Regions from separate parts of the Capra hircus genome. Here region 1 is linked to region 2. A link is a contact called in public Hi-C data. All regions are on one chromosome and are shown on one strand. The core of a region is the stretch at or near the end of the contact, and the rest is flanking DNA. Distances in the headings are between cores, read along the strand shown.

Region 1 (6,726 bases), core at 155-2,654, 100 kb after region 2:
TGGCCTCGGTGTTGGCTGCAAAATGTTCTCTGGCAAATCGTCCGGCCTCACAAACCCTGTGTGGAGGTGCAGTCATCACTGTCTCACAGGTGGGGAAACAGAGGCTCGGACATAGGTGACCCCACGAGTGTTCCAGGCCTCGGAGCTCGGAGCCTGTTTCCTCATCTGTGAAATGGATGTGGTGGGATGTACCTCATCATCTGGTCCAAAGGGTAGGGCAAGATGCTGAAGGGGTGCCCAGGGCAGGGTCTATATGGTTGGGGGTGGGGGTGGTCCTATATAGGGCTGTTGAAAGGCTTGTTGTTATTTCTGGGCAACTGCCTTATTGAGGACAGACAGCCAGGACTCTGGAGCCCAGCTGGTCAGGGAGCTGCTCTGTGGGAGGGTCAGATGAGGGAGGCAGCTCCGCACAGGCTGAGTGCAGGGCTCCTACTCAGACGAGGGCATCAGGCCTGGGAACCTGATATTCGCATCCAGCGGCCTTGTTAAATGAGAGGGTGGGTAGGCCGTGCTCAGCGGAGCCGGCCCTCTCCACTGAGGTCAGCGACCCTCCCCTGCAGGCCTGCGGTGTGGACTACGAAGTGAAAGCCTTCTGTGCGGAGAACCTGGAGGAGAAGATCCACAAGCGGTGAGGAGGGTGCAGCTTCTATCCGTGTGGGTGTGGGCTGCCTGCTGGCAGAGGGAGGGAGACAGGACAGGCACGGTTCAGTTGGAGGAAGACAGAAGTAACAATGCCTGGAAGTGGGAGAGGAGGGGCCTTGCATTCCAGCCTTGGAAACTCCAAGGGCACTGGGGAAGGCTGGCAGGTGGGGAGGGCTTCCTGGGGGAGGTGGCTCCATTACCCTGACTCAGGCCTCAGCACTTTTTCCTTTGCATCACTGTACCCACTTCCCTTATCGCCCTGCTTCTAATCTCTTCCTCTCCAGACTGCATGTCCTTTAATTTTGTTTTGGAAAAAAATCTGAAATTCAGATTGTTTTAAACAGTGAGCAAGATGTTTCCCGGCCAGCTTGGACCCCCTTTTCCCAGTTCTCCTGGGAGGTCATCAGCAGGAGGTTGTGGGGGTGGGGTAAGGGGTGTCAATGGAGGCTTCTGAACAGGGAAGGGAAGTGGAGAAAGTGAACCCACCCAGGGCAGACAGAGGAGGTCTGCCATGTCTCAAAGAGGGAAGCATTTTCCTGGAGAGACACAGCCCTGGGCAGACAGACAGACCAGGCTAGCAGCCAGAAATAGCTGGCCCTGATTTATAGGGTGAGCTGCCCAACCCTGCTCTCATACCTGTCCCTCTCGGGGTCGGGTTTTGCTTTGCCTCCTGGCAAGGCTGGCCAGGGTCCCCAACTCTGCGTCCTGCTGCAGGCTTCCAGAGGACGCAGCATCCTCTTAGGGAGTGGGCTGAGTTTGCCGCCTGGTGGTCATATGATGCATTGCACCTCTCCAACTCCAGTTGGACAACTTACAGCGTGTAGGAAGATGGGACCTTTGTCCCTTGCTTCTCTGTTCCCCGTTTCTTCTTAAGACTTGCGACCAAGAGAAAGGAAGAGGGGTGTAGGTTGTGCTAAGTAGCCTACCTAGAGCAAGGAAGGGGAGGCAACATTGAGAGCCAGCACTCTCAACCTATTGCCAATTTGACATTTTAAGTCCACACCAGAATTTACTAATAATGATAGAGCAACTCACACTTACCAGTTTATTAGGCATCAGACACAGTTCAATGTGATGGACATGTACAAACTAATTTAATCCTCACAGCAACCCTAAGAAGTCAGTCCTGCTATCGTCACCATTTTACAGATGAGGAGACTGAGGCACGGAGGTTCATTTACTTAAGGTCATATAATTAGTATGGGGAGAATTAGGGCTTTAAAAAAAAATGATTTCTTTTTTATGTAGATCATCTCTAAAGACTTTATTGAATTTGTTACAATATTGCCTGTGTTTTATGTTTTGGTTTTTTGGCCGTGAAACATGTAGGATCTTAGCTCCCCAACTAGGCATCAAACCTACACCTCCTGCGTTGGAAGGCAAAGTCTTAACCACTGCACTGCCAGGGAAGTCCAAGAGCAAGGACTTCAACCTTGGTTATCCAGCTGTAGGAAATGGAGGTGGCTTATTTGAGAAATGGGAATGCTGGGACACCACCTGACTGAGTCCCCATCCCCTCACCAAATCTTCCTGGCCCCGTTTCCTCCCTGAGCCCATCATGTTCATTGAGCCCCACCTCGTCTCTGAGTGTCCCTCCTCTCACTGAGTCTTTTTTCTCTGTACTGGCCTCCCTCCCCCTGATGGAATCCACACGCCCGTCACTGAGTTCCATCACCTCTCCATGCCCTTGTATCTTCCTGGGGCCCTTGTCCCCTGTGTATATTTTTACTTAATAGCTATTTGGTAAGTATTTATTATATGGTAGCCAGCACTGTCTTAGATACTGAGAATACAGCAATGAACAATTTAGACAAAAACTTCTGTCCTTAAAGCAGGAGTCCCCAACCTTTGTGGAGCCAGGAACTGGTTTCTGGCTGAACAGGTTTCTGAACAGGAAGACAATTTTTCCATGGACCAAGGTTGGTGGGTGGGTGGGTGGGGGATGGTTTGGGGATGATTCAAGTACATTGCATTTATTGTGCACTATTTTCCCATTACTATTACATAAGCTCCTCCTTTGATCATCAGGCATTAGATACCAGAGGTTGGGAACCCCTCCCTTAAAGGGCTCATACCATTAGCGACATAAGGGATGCAGAAAGTGCTCTTTCTTAGCATCCTGCTGGTGGTGGTTTAGTTGCTAAGTCATGTCCGATTCTTTGTGACGCCATAGACTATAGCCCGCCAGGCTCCTCTGTCCATGGAATTTTCCAGGCAAGAGTACTGGAATCTTCCAGGCAAGAATACATGGAATCTTCCAGGCAAGATCCTTCTGCAGGGGATCTTCCTGACCCAGGAGTCAAACCCAGGTCTCCTGCATTGCAGGTGGATTCTTTACCAACTAGCCACCCGGGAAGCATCCTGCTGGCTACCAAAACACAGATCCACACACAGTACTGCCATGGGATGGCTTGGCCTCTGATGTGGTGGGAGTTCAGACCAGGAAAAGATCAGAGTGGATGGATCCAGGAAGTTTCCTGGAAGAACAGGTGTTTGGCTGAGCCTTGCAGAAGGAAGCCAATGAGGGGAGAAGCCGGAAGAGAGTGTTATAGGTTGTGACCCAAGGTATGCAAAGCTTCAGAAATAGTGCTAGAGGGACCATCAAGCATGAGAGTGAGGATCTAGAGGATGCTAGGGACTCCCAGGATGGAGGAGGTTGGAGTGGGACCAGCTGGTAACAGGGCGCTATGCCAATGTCTGCAGTTTGGACTGGAGTCCAAGGAGATGAGAACCATGGCGATCTCCTGAGCAAGAGAAAGATGTGAGGGTCACAAGGGAAGGGGATGGAGGTGGGGGACTCTGGTCATCGTTTGCTCTGCCCACGTCCACTAGGAATTCTGTGCGCCTGGTCATCCGGAAGGTTCAGTATGCCCCAGAGAGGCCTGGCCCCCAGCCCACGGCGGAGACCACCAGGCAGTTCCTCATGTCGGACAAGCCCTTGCATCTGGAGGCCTCCCTGGACAAGGAGGTAGGAGGTTGGGGCTTGGCATGGGTGGGGCTGCCCTCCCAGGACTGGAGCCTTAGATCCCAGCTCTCTCACACCCTCTAGGATTCCCCAGGTGGGAGCTTCTGGCTCTAGCCCGAGGACCACAGCACTCAGGGAAGCTGAGACCTCTTGGGAGATTTGGGGAAGCCTCTGGGGACTGAAGGGGTGACAGAGGAGGGGCATGAGCCTGAAGGATGCGGTTGACTTCAGAAGTCAGTGTGCCTTCTGAAGAGTCCTGGGTCCTGGCCGTCTCCCTGCATCCCCATCCCCCTTTGAAGTGTGAGCACCCCCTCTCCCTCTTGGGGGCACAGTGAAGGCAAGTGCTTGGGCCAAGATACAAATCGAGGCTTCAGTGAGGTTTCAGGGCCAGGGGCTTGATGTATCACTTACTCCAGCCCCTCCAATGGACAGCGGGGGAAACCGAGGCTTAGATAGCCTGTCCAAGGCCTTATCACTCTCATCTTTATTATTGTTAGTATTACTGTTATCATTACTTTTGGTGACCAACCCAGGATTGTAGTGTGCTTAGTCACTCAGTCATGTCCAACTCTTTGCGACCCCGTGGACTGTAGCCCACCAGGCTCCTCTGTCCATGGGGATTCTCCAGGCAAGAATACTGGAGTGGGTTTCCATGCCCTCCTCCAGGGGATCTTCCTAACCCAGGTCTCCCGCATTGCAGATGGATTCTTTACCATCTGAGCCACCAGGGAAGCCCAGAGCCTAGAATTATTACCTTCTAATTCAATTATCTTTCAAGGTCCACAGAGGAACTTAAGTCTAACATGCCTGGTGGCTTAGCATCAGTGGGAAGTGACTGATGAGCTTGGGGCCAATGTCAGAGTGGCCAAGGCCTGGGGAACCCCAGGAAATGTGTGTGGGGCCTCATCTCCCTCCCCTTCAACTAAAGCTTTGGAATCTTTCCCCTCTCCCCGGCTACTTCTTCCACCTCCCAGATCTACTACCACGGAGAACCCATCAGCGTCAACGTCCATGTCACCAACAACACCAACAAGACAGTGAAGAAGATCAAGATCTCGGGTACCCAGGCAGAGGGCCAGTCCAGGGGACGGGCAAGGGGACTCCTTCCAGAGGTTGGGGGCAGCCGAAGGCTCTCTCTTTGCTAACAGCCCTGTAAATAACCACTAGCCTGAAGGGAAGACTAAGGCCTGCTCTACGCTGAAGGGTAAGGCTTTTGAGGCTGGTAACTCAGGCTGCTTACTGGCCAGGTAATGAGTTTACTGTTGAAGCCCTTCTTCTAAGTTCCCTCGACAGAGCTGTCCTTGAGGGGGAGATTTTTGGTTATGGAAGGAAGTGGGCCTGTTCAGGCTGCCCTTTGGGTGGAGGATGGGGTCCATCTCCTGCAGAAACTCGTGGTGGCCTCTGGCTGTTAGCTGGGGCTGAACATCCCAACTCAGAGAGCCTGGGACCCCTGGACTCACCCACCTTGTTTCCCTCTTTCTCTGCAGTGCGCCAGTATGCAGACATCTGTCTGTTCAACACAGCCCAGTACAAGTGCCCTGTGGCCATGGAAGAGGCTGAGTAAGTGAGCACAAGCCCAGCCTTGGACGGGTGGAAACAGCTGGGGAAAAGAGAAGCCCTGGGTCCAGTTACAGGTCCAGTAGCTCTTCTCCACCTGGCAGAGGGTCTGGCCTTAGACTTGCTGCTCAGAGTAGTTGGCCCTGAATAGCTTTTTTAAAAACCACCCAGCCACTTGGTTTAGCTACAAGGAAATACATGCTTCAGTCAGGGTAAAGACCCACTAAAACTAGAATGCAAAATAAGAGCTAGTGAATCTGCGAGGAGTGGGGCTGTGGAAACCTAGATTGCCTGGAGCCTTCTGAATTGGGGTTGCCGCTGCCCCCAGTGTGCAGAGAAGGAAGTGGGGGCAGAGAGATGTGACTTGCTCAACCTCACAGGGCTGGCCAGTGGCAGAGCTGGGGCTCCAAGGCTTGCTGCACCCCAGCTCTCTTATTGTTGTAAAGGGGCTAGGGGGTGGAGCAAAAGTAGGTAAAAACTGAACAACCCAAACACCTTACACACGATGGACAGAGATGAGATACAGCAAGTAAGGTCTTCATTGTAGAACTTAGGAGGTGAGTGATCACTGCACAATTCTTTCAGTTTTCCTATATGTTTGAAATTTTTTCATAGTAATACGTTAGGGGAAAAACAGGCCACCCTCTCTCCACTAAAAAAAATTATCCTAGTCATACAGCGCAGGGCCAAACAGTACAATGAATTTTTAAAAACTTGCAGCTGCTTAGAAACCACGAATGAAGTTGATGGATCACCCCAGAGTCCCTGTTGTTTGCCTGTGGAGCAGAGATGTCCCCTTTGGGTTGGCAGTGGTCTCCCTGCCAGAGCTGGGCCTAAGGGTGGGCCCTTCACAGGGGAGGGAGGCTTAGAGCAGGGCTGGGCTCTGTGTCCTGGGTGGGCCGGGGGTGAGGCTGGGGGTGGCTCTGGGGGCATCTCCACACTAGTCCCCTTCTTTCCAGTGACACAGTGGCGCCCAGCTCTACGTTCTGCAAAGTCTACACGCTGACCCCCTTCCTGGCCAACAATCGAGAGAAGCGGGGCCTCGCCCTGGACGGGAAGCTCAAACACGAGGACACAAACCTGGCCTCCAGCACCCTGTGAGGACCCACCCTCCCTAGTCCCAGGCTCCCGACTGTGTGTTAGTCGCTCAGTCGTGTCTGACTCTTTGTGACCCCATGGACTGCACCCTGCCAGGCTCCTCTGTCTGTGGGATTTTCCAGGCAAGAACGCTGGAGTGGGTTGTCGTGCCCTCCTCCAGGGGATCTTCCCCACCCAGGGATCAAAGCTGGGTCTTCTGCATTGGAGGCAGATTCTTTACCATCCTCCCCCAAATGGATCCACACCCACCTTGGTCCCAGCAGGGCCAGCACAGGCTCAGGCTACCCACTCGCTGACCATTGCCAGGGCCTGTCCTCATGAGCTTGAACTGCCAGGGAAGCTGTCGCCCAATTCCCCCCTTTCCAGGGGTGCCCAGAGAACACAATGGACCACTCCACCTGGCACCCTTAGTCAGTGCCTTGCCTTGGGGAGGGTGACATGGAGAGGCTTTGTGCAGGAGGCAG
Region 2 (7,051 bases), core at 4,471-6,970:
AGCCCATTCCATGGAACACAGTAAACAGTGATTAACATAACAGCTATTCCAGTGGTTGGAGAATTCTAGAGGGGAGTACTTTTACCACTGAAACATGGTTTCAATTCCACTAACACTGACAAAAACAACTAAGGTATTACCGTCTAGCCAGTAGAAACATCCAATGCTGTTAAAAAGGGGACAACACAGATCTCAGTATGCTCTCAACGTAATTCACTACCTTTAGTCTTGCAGGATTTTCATGCCAGCCTGTCCCTCACTAGTCTCACCTGAATAAATGAAGACAATCCAGTTTCTTACAAATACACACCAGTATGTTGCTGCTGCTGCTAAGTCACTTCAGTCGTGTCTGACTCTGTGCGATACCACAGACAGCAGCCCACCAGGTTCCCCCCTCCCTGGGATTCTCCAGGCAAGAACACTGGAGTGGGTTGCCATTTCCTTCTCCAATGCATGAAAGTGAAAAGTGAAAGGGAAGTCGCTCAGTCATGTCTGACTCTTAGCAACCCCATGGACTACAGCCTACCAGGCTCCTCCATCATGGGATTTTCCAGGCAACAGTACTGAAGTGGGGTGCCATTGCCTTCTCCACATATCAGTATAAAACTCTTTAAATCATCAGACTGAACGGTAGTTAATTTAAGTACCCTTTATACTTTCCTAGAGGATAATGGTTAAGAGAACAAGGACACAGAGATGTAGATTCTGATCACAGCTCTATAATGCTTAGGTGAACCTACTTCTGAACATCAGGCTCTTCAGCATTTGCTTTCCTTTAACCCCAAATTTCAAGTTGAGGCAATCAAGGTGCTGTCCTGTTAATATATTATCAGCCTTCACCATCACCAGATTTACTCCCCACAAGGACAGGGTTTGGTTACTTCTGCTTGGGTTCTCTCATTCTGCCCCTCTCCTCACACGGAAACGAACAGGATTTTTAAGGGAAGCACAGAAACACTGTGAACCAGGCAGTCCTAAGAATCGATCAAGCAATGCTCCCACGGGGTGACATGACCCTCAGCCTGAATCCTAGATGCACAGTCTGGTAGGCCACATGTCTTTTAAAAAGATTTTATTAAAGGTCTTTGCAGAGCAACATTCAGATTCCAGATCCAGCGGCCAAGGAGACCTAAAAGCAAACAAAGTACAGTAAGAACAGAAAATTCACCTGAGTATCGGGTTTGCAGGGAAATTAATACACAGAGAATATCTAGGAACAAACACCACAACAGGCACTAGGCATAGGTGAGGCCTGTCACCATTTTAACGGATTGTGGGAGGAACAGCTAATTACTAGTAAGAGTGACCTGAAACTTTTGAACTAAAGACAGTGCAAACACTCTTCCCAAAAGAATACCAGGGCTAAATGAATCCCTGGCTCCAATCTGAGTCCTCTCATGTAAAGCAAGTGTAACCTTTTTATTCACTAGGTGGAATACTGTTCCATTATGCCCCAAGAGGCCCTTATAGACATACCTATTATGCTGTGGGTACCGGCTGGGGCATGGCAGGCGGCTCTGGCTTCCCACCCTTCTGTTCAGAGATGGGAGTGGTGGGCAGTATTTCATCTTTGGGTTCCACAATGCTCACATGATCAGGCAGAGGCTTCTTAGGGCCAATCTTACCAGTTGGGTCCCAAGGCAGCATGATCTTTACCTTGATGCCCAGCACACCTAGAAGATGCCACAGTTAAGACCTACCTATAGTTCCACTGCCCCCCACTACACAACAGAACAGAGCAGAAGGAAGAGAAGAACAGGTTACTCAAGCATCCTGTGTCTGGCCCCTTCTCAGACAAATGCCTCTAATCAATCAATGAACAGGACACTTTGCAAAAGGAACCCATGCACAGCGCCACAGAACGTGGCACCGACAAGGACCGAGAGCAGAACGTGCCTTTTCTGACTCGTCATCGTATCATCACGGAAGGGTACACCAGTGGCAGAGACAAGGACAAACCAACTCTCTTCAATGAAGCAAACAATGAGCCCAAAGAGAACAAACATGTTCCACTACATCCCAGATTCCCCAAACACTGGAGAGCATATGTAAAACCACGTCTACCCATTCAGGCCCACTGCACCAAGCACTCCTGGCTACTCACCCTGTCTGAGCAGCACATGGCGCACGGCGGTGTCAACATAGTAGTTAACAGGGTCCCCACTGTGGATCATGAGGCCATCCACAAACTTCATGGATTTAGCCCTCTGTCCTCGAAGTTTCCCAGACACCACGACCTCGCAGCCTTTGGCCCCACTCTCCATGATGAACCGCAGCACACCATAGCAGGCCCTTTGGGTGCACAAGAGACAGAGCGCCATGTGTCATCACCAGACATGCCCACCCAACCCCACCCTCCCTCAAAACAGAACTCAGCCTGCACTTGAACACTTTCAATGTTCCTTTAATGTGAGTAAGTGTGACCAGAGCCTGACATCAAGTTCCTTCCAATCAAGCGCTTTCCAAACTTGGCTGAACACTATAGAATCATCTCAAGGTCAAAATGAACCACTCAAACTTCAGTGTGTGCAAAATTCACCTGGAGGGCTTATGAAGACAGGTTGCTGGGCTGTATTCCCCTCACTCCCCAATTCAGTGAGTCTGGGTTGGAAACGGAAAATGTTTATTTCTCATCAATTCTTACTGGCAATACTGATGCTGGCCCAGGTACCAAACTTATCACCATTGTACGTGGTGGAGATGGCAGTCAAACCGGGTATGCAGTCTTCTGCACATCCTTGCCTACAGCATTCCTCCCATGGGAACCTGTCTACAGCACAGCTTTCACATCCCTCCTCTGTTGAAAAACCTCCCAAGGTTCTGCATTAAGGATTAATGAATTCCCAACACCCGAGCAAGGCATTTTATTTACTCCAAGTAGTGAAATTACTCAAGGAACTGCCAGCTGAAATCTTATTAGCAAGCCCAGCTCCGGGGCCAATCTAACCACCTCATGTCCTCTGTTCCTCACATCACTATCTATAAATACCTACTGGGCATACTTGACTAGATTTTAAGCTCTCTCATCAGCAATGAGTCTTCTCTCTTGAATCCCCAGAGTTACCACCACACAATGTATGTGAATGACTTCAACATGAATCCAAACCATTCCCCACCCCCATCCTACGCTCATACTCCCACCGTGCTCTACTAACACCACTCGCTTTTTTAAACACTTGTCTTTACTAGTCTTTCTAACTAGGCTGCAACATGGATTGACAATGTCTTATTGTTAAAGCCCTCAGAGACTAGCTGAGCCTGTCAGAGTCCACTTACTAAATTAACAAAATAGCTGATATACTGATTCACAAAAGGACACAATTCATAAGGACTCTTACCTCCGCACAGCAAGGCCTCCTAGGAGTTTGTAACGCAGAGACTCTGCCTGGGCAATGGCACACAGTCCTCTTGTGGCTACCTTTTCAGCATAAAGCTTTAAAGAAAACAAGGCACATTCTTAAACTTGTTACACTCAACACCGTTTTCAACTAAAAATCAGCACATTCATGATTCAAGCAGACACCACTCTATGTATCACTATATTTGTTCTCATTTAGTGGATGAGTGTGCAACCCTATTGGCTACAGCCCACCAGGCTCCTCCTCTTCTCCAGGCAAGAATACTGGTGTAGGTTACCATGCCCTCCTCCAGGAGATCTTCCTGACTCAGGGACTGAACCCACGTCTCCTGCATTGGCATGCAGATTCTTTACCAGTAAGCCACCTGGGAAGCCCTTCACTGTACTACCCAAGTATTAAAGCACTTCTAATGCCCACATCTAACAAACACTCAGGGACGTAGACTGAACTGAACCGTTCCTCATTTTTCTCCCACCCCCACCTCTTTCCACAGCCAAATCATGGAGATCAATGGGCAGCCAACCTCTCCTATGTATCATTACTAATTCCAAGATGGGTATAAACTGCTGCCAACTGCTTATTAAAAGACCTTCAACAAAATACCAGTCCATTTGTAATACTCACTGATCACAAGTAAGCTTTCAGGGTGATAATATGAGTTTTCAGAAGTACCATCCTAAAGAGGGCTTCCCTGGTGGCTCAGATGGTAAAGAATCCGCCTGCAATGTGGGAGACCTGGGTTCAATCGCATGGTTGGGAAGATCCCCTGGAGGAGGGCATGGCAACCAGCTCCAGAATTCTTGCCTGGAAGAATCCCCATGGACAGAGAAGCCTTGGGGCCATGGGGGTCACAAAGAGTTGGACACGACTGAGCGACAAAGCACAGCACCATCCTGAAGAGCCATTTCTAGCTCCAGAGTAGCCTCTGGCACAAGCCAGGATCACTCACCTCTACACTGCCTTCAGGGAAGCCGAATCTCTTCTGAACCACAGCAGTCAATTCCCGGATCCGCCGGCCCTTCTCACCAAGTACATTCTGTGTCCTGGGGAAAATGAAGAGTGACAATTCACAGCTCTCATAACATTACAGATGTAATTTTAAACCTTGCACACATGTGGTAGTAAAAATCTAATTCATCTGACACAAGAAAGCATAAATTTTGGATGACAAGAACTAAGAGATTATCTTTTTTTTTAATGCAGCTTAAAAACTCATTCACTACGACTCAACTGTTTTTCTGCTACGTTTACAGAAGAAATCACCTTAGTGCAGACAACAATTACAGGTGATGGCCAGAAAAATGAATTTTTTACCTGGTGGCCAAGATAATGATCTCTGTCCTGGTTGGTGTAACTCGGACCTCAACTCCAGAGTACCCATCTTCGGCCAGCTCCCGAGTGAGAAACTCGTTCAGTTCAGCTTTGAAGATGCCATCAGCGACAAACTAACCAAAAGTAAAATGAAAATGAGGATCTGGACATGGACTCAGGTTTCTAGCCCAGTCAATGCAACCCTGATCAAAATTCAACACCTCCAACCAACGACCCATCATTAATTATTTTGCCTTGTTCCAGAGAAAACATAGCAACCCTTCTCAGACAAATGCCTCTAAGTCATCTTTTCGAAGTTAACTTTGACCCAGGCCCTTAAAACTGTGCCACAGAACGCGGCACAGGGTAGGGGTCACCTGGACAAAGAGAACACCTCCAGTCAGACTCGTCATCTCCTCTTCATTGAAGGGTTTTAAATTATCAAACCGTTTCCCCCAGGTCCCTTCCCTCTATTTCCCCAGAACGTTTCCTTGACCCCAAGATAGAACAAGAAATTGTCAGTAACCTTCCAAACTGAGGTCCTTGGGGTTAGAAGCCTGAACCCAAACACGCCTAGGAAGGCGGCAAGCAAACACTGCTACCTCCCTTTCTCAAAGCTATCATTCAATGAGGGAAAAGGCTCAGGCATTCAAAACATCACGTTTAGTAACTTTACTAACTACTGACTAAGAAAGGCTCACAAGCGCTCCTCCACGGCAGGAGGAGCCCTCAGTGCTCATCTCTGCTCTCCGCCCGGAACCGGCAGAAATCCTTCTCTCCCATCCCAGCCATACCGCTCTCAGCAGCCTGCGCTCAATCCACCGCCATCCGCAGCCCACGGGAAAGCGACACAGTCCGGCCGCTGCCCCGGGTATAGCGAAGAGCTATAGGTCTCGGAATAGCACCCAGAGAGGCTCCTGACCCGTGAAACGCCACTTCCCTACAACCGGGCCCCGGGATCTCACCTTCCTCTTTTTGGAAATTTGCACGGCCATCTTGCCGACGCGAGCCGCCGAAAGGAAAGGAAGTGGCAAGCGGGCGGAAGTGCGTATAAAGGGCGCTGTGCGACGACAAAGAACTGCGCGACGTCGATGCCTGTGAGCGCTCATGGGAAGTGTAGTTTTCACTTTGGTAAAAGGAAAGAAAAGCGCGGTGCAAGGGTTGATGCTTTTGAACTGTGAGGTGTTGGGGAAGACTCTTGAGAGTTCCTTGGACTGCAAGGAGGTCAAAGCAGTCAATCCTAAAGGAAATCAATCCTCAGTATTCATTGGAAGAACTGATGCTGAAGCTGAAGCTCCAATACTTTGGCCATCTGATGCAAAGAGCTGACTCATTGGAAAAGACCCTGATACTGCCTTTAGAAAGACTAAAGTCAGGAGGAGAAGGGGAGGACACAAAGGATGAGACGGTTGGATGGCATCACCGACTCAATGGACATGAGTTTGAGCAAACTCCGGGAGATGGCGATGGACAGGGAAACCGGGCGTGCTGCAGCCCATGGGGTCGCAAAGAGTTGGACACAACTGAGCGGCTGAACAACAACAATATCCAGAAAGCTGGGGCTTTCCAGGTGGCACTAGCGGTAAAGAACCCGCCTGCAAATGGAGGAGAGAGAGTGGTGAGGGGTCGATCATAGGGATGAGGGGTCGATCTCCAGGTCAGGAAGATCCACTGGAGGAGGGCATGGCAACCCACTCCAGTTTTCTTGCCTGGACGATCCCATAGACAGAGGAGCCAATATCTCAATCAGAGCTTTAAAAATTCAGAGAAGTTTAGAGTCCAGTTCTCATCAGTTTAATTAGAGCCCAGTTCTCATCAGTTTAAAACCAAGTATAAACACACACTTATCTGCTCACTTTATTCTTTAATGAAATAAAAGAATAAAAAAATAAAAGCACTTTTGGGCTGAAAGCCCTCAAAGGAATTCACTGAGGCACCTATTTCTTCCAATTTATGTCCACTTCCTCTGTTGCAAACTGATAATATATATATAATATGTCTTAAATATTCTAAGGGCTGTTTTAGGACTTTATATTATTAATTCATTACCTCTACCTCACGTTCATAAAGTCTTACAGCTTGTAACAGAAGTCACGATAATGGCTCGCAATTCTTTTTCAATTAAAAAAATCTCCCCTCACAGATTTTATTACAAAAAATTTCAAACATACAGAAAAGTTGGAAGAACTGTACAGTGTACACCCATATATGCATCCCTTAGGTGCTGCAATTAACATTTTTTTCTGTATTTGCTTTATCAGATATTTATCCTTGCCTCTATCCACCTAACAATGCATCTTTTGATACATTTCAAAGTTACTTTCAGGCATCAGGACGCTTCACGCCTTAAACTTTCCCAACAGTTTTTTTTTTTTTTTCAG

What was found. Hi-C and Micro-C count contacts between places; a contact is called where the count stands out from the background.
Region 1: a Hi-C map of blood shows a contact between it and region 2, with 2.7 times the contacts expected there. The contact joins the enhancer-like site here to the promoter of RPS3 in region 2. A contact is called at or near these places in 4 of 5 Hi-C or Micro-C datasets (blood and liver).

Annotation. Positions count from the first base shown.
Region 1 is chr15:28,520,522-28,527,247 of ARS1.2, forward strand. ARRB1 (beta-arrestin-1) reads left to right here. Exons shown (of 15, transcript XM_018059340.1): 7 at 561-628; 8 at 3,475-3,610; 9 at 4,582-4,666; 10 at 5,095-5,167; 11 at 6,124-6,261. Among named protein-coding and RNA genes, the nearest start is that of TPBGL, 29 kb to the right of the region's middle. Within about 2 kb of position 1,405, at least 3 of the 5 cell types and tissues checked have an H3K27ac peak or open chromatin away from gene starts, as enhancers often do.
Region 2 is chr15:28,416,064-28,423,114 of ARS1.2, forward strand. RPS3 (40S ribosomal protein S3) reads right to left here and starts at 5,721. Exons shown (of 7, transcript XM_005689986.2): 1 at 5,636-5,721; 2 at 4,674-4,804; 3 at 4,309-4,402; 4 at 3,339-3,433; 5 at 2,105-2,292; 6 at 1,477-1,673; 7 at 1,056-1,129. The coding sequence starts at 5,665. The coding sequence ends at 1,480.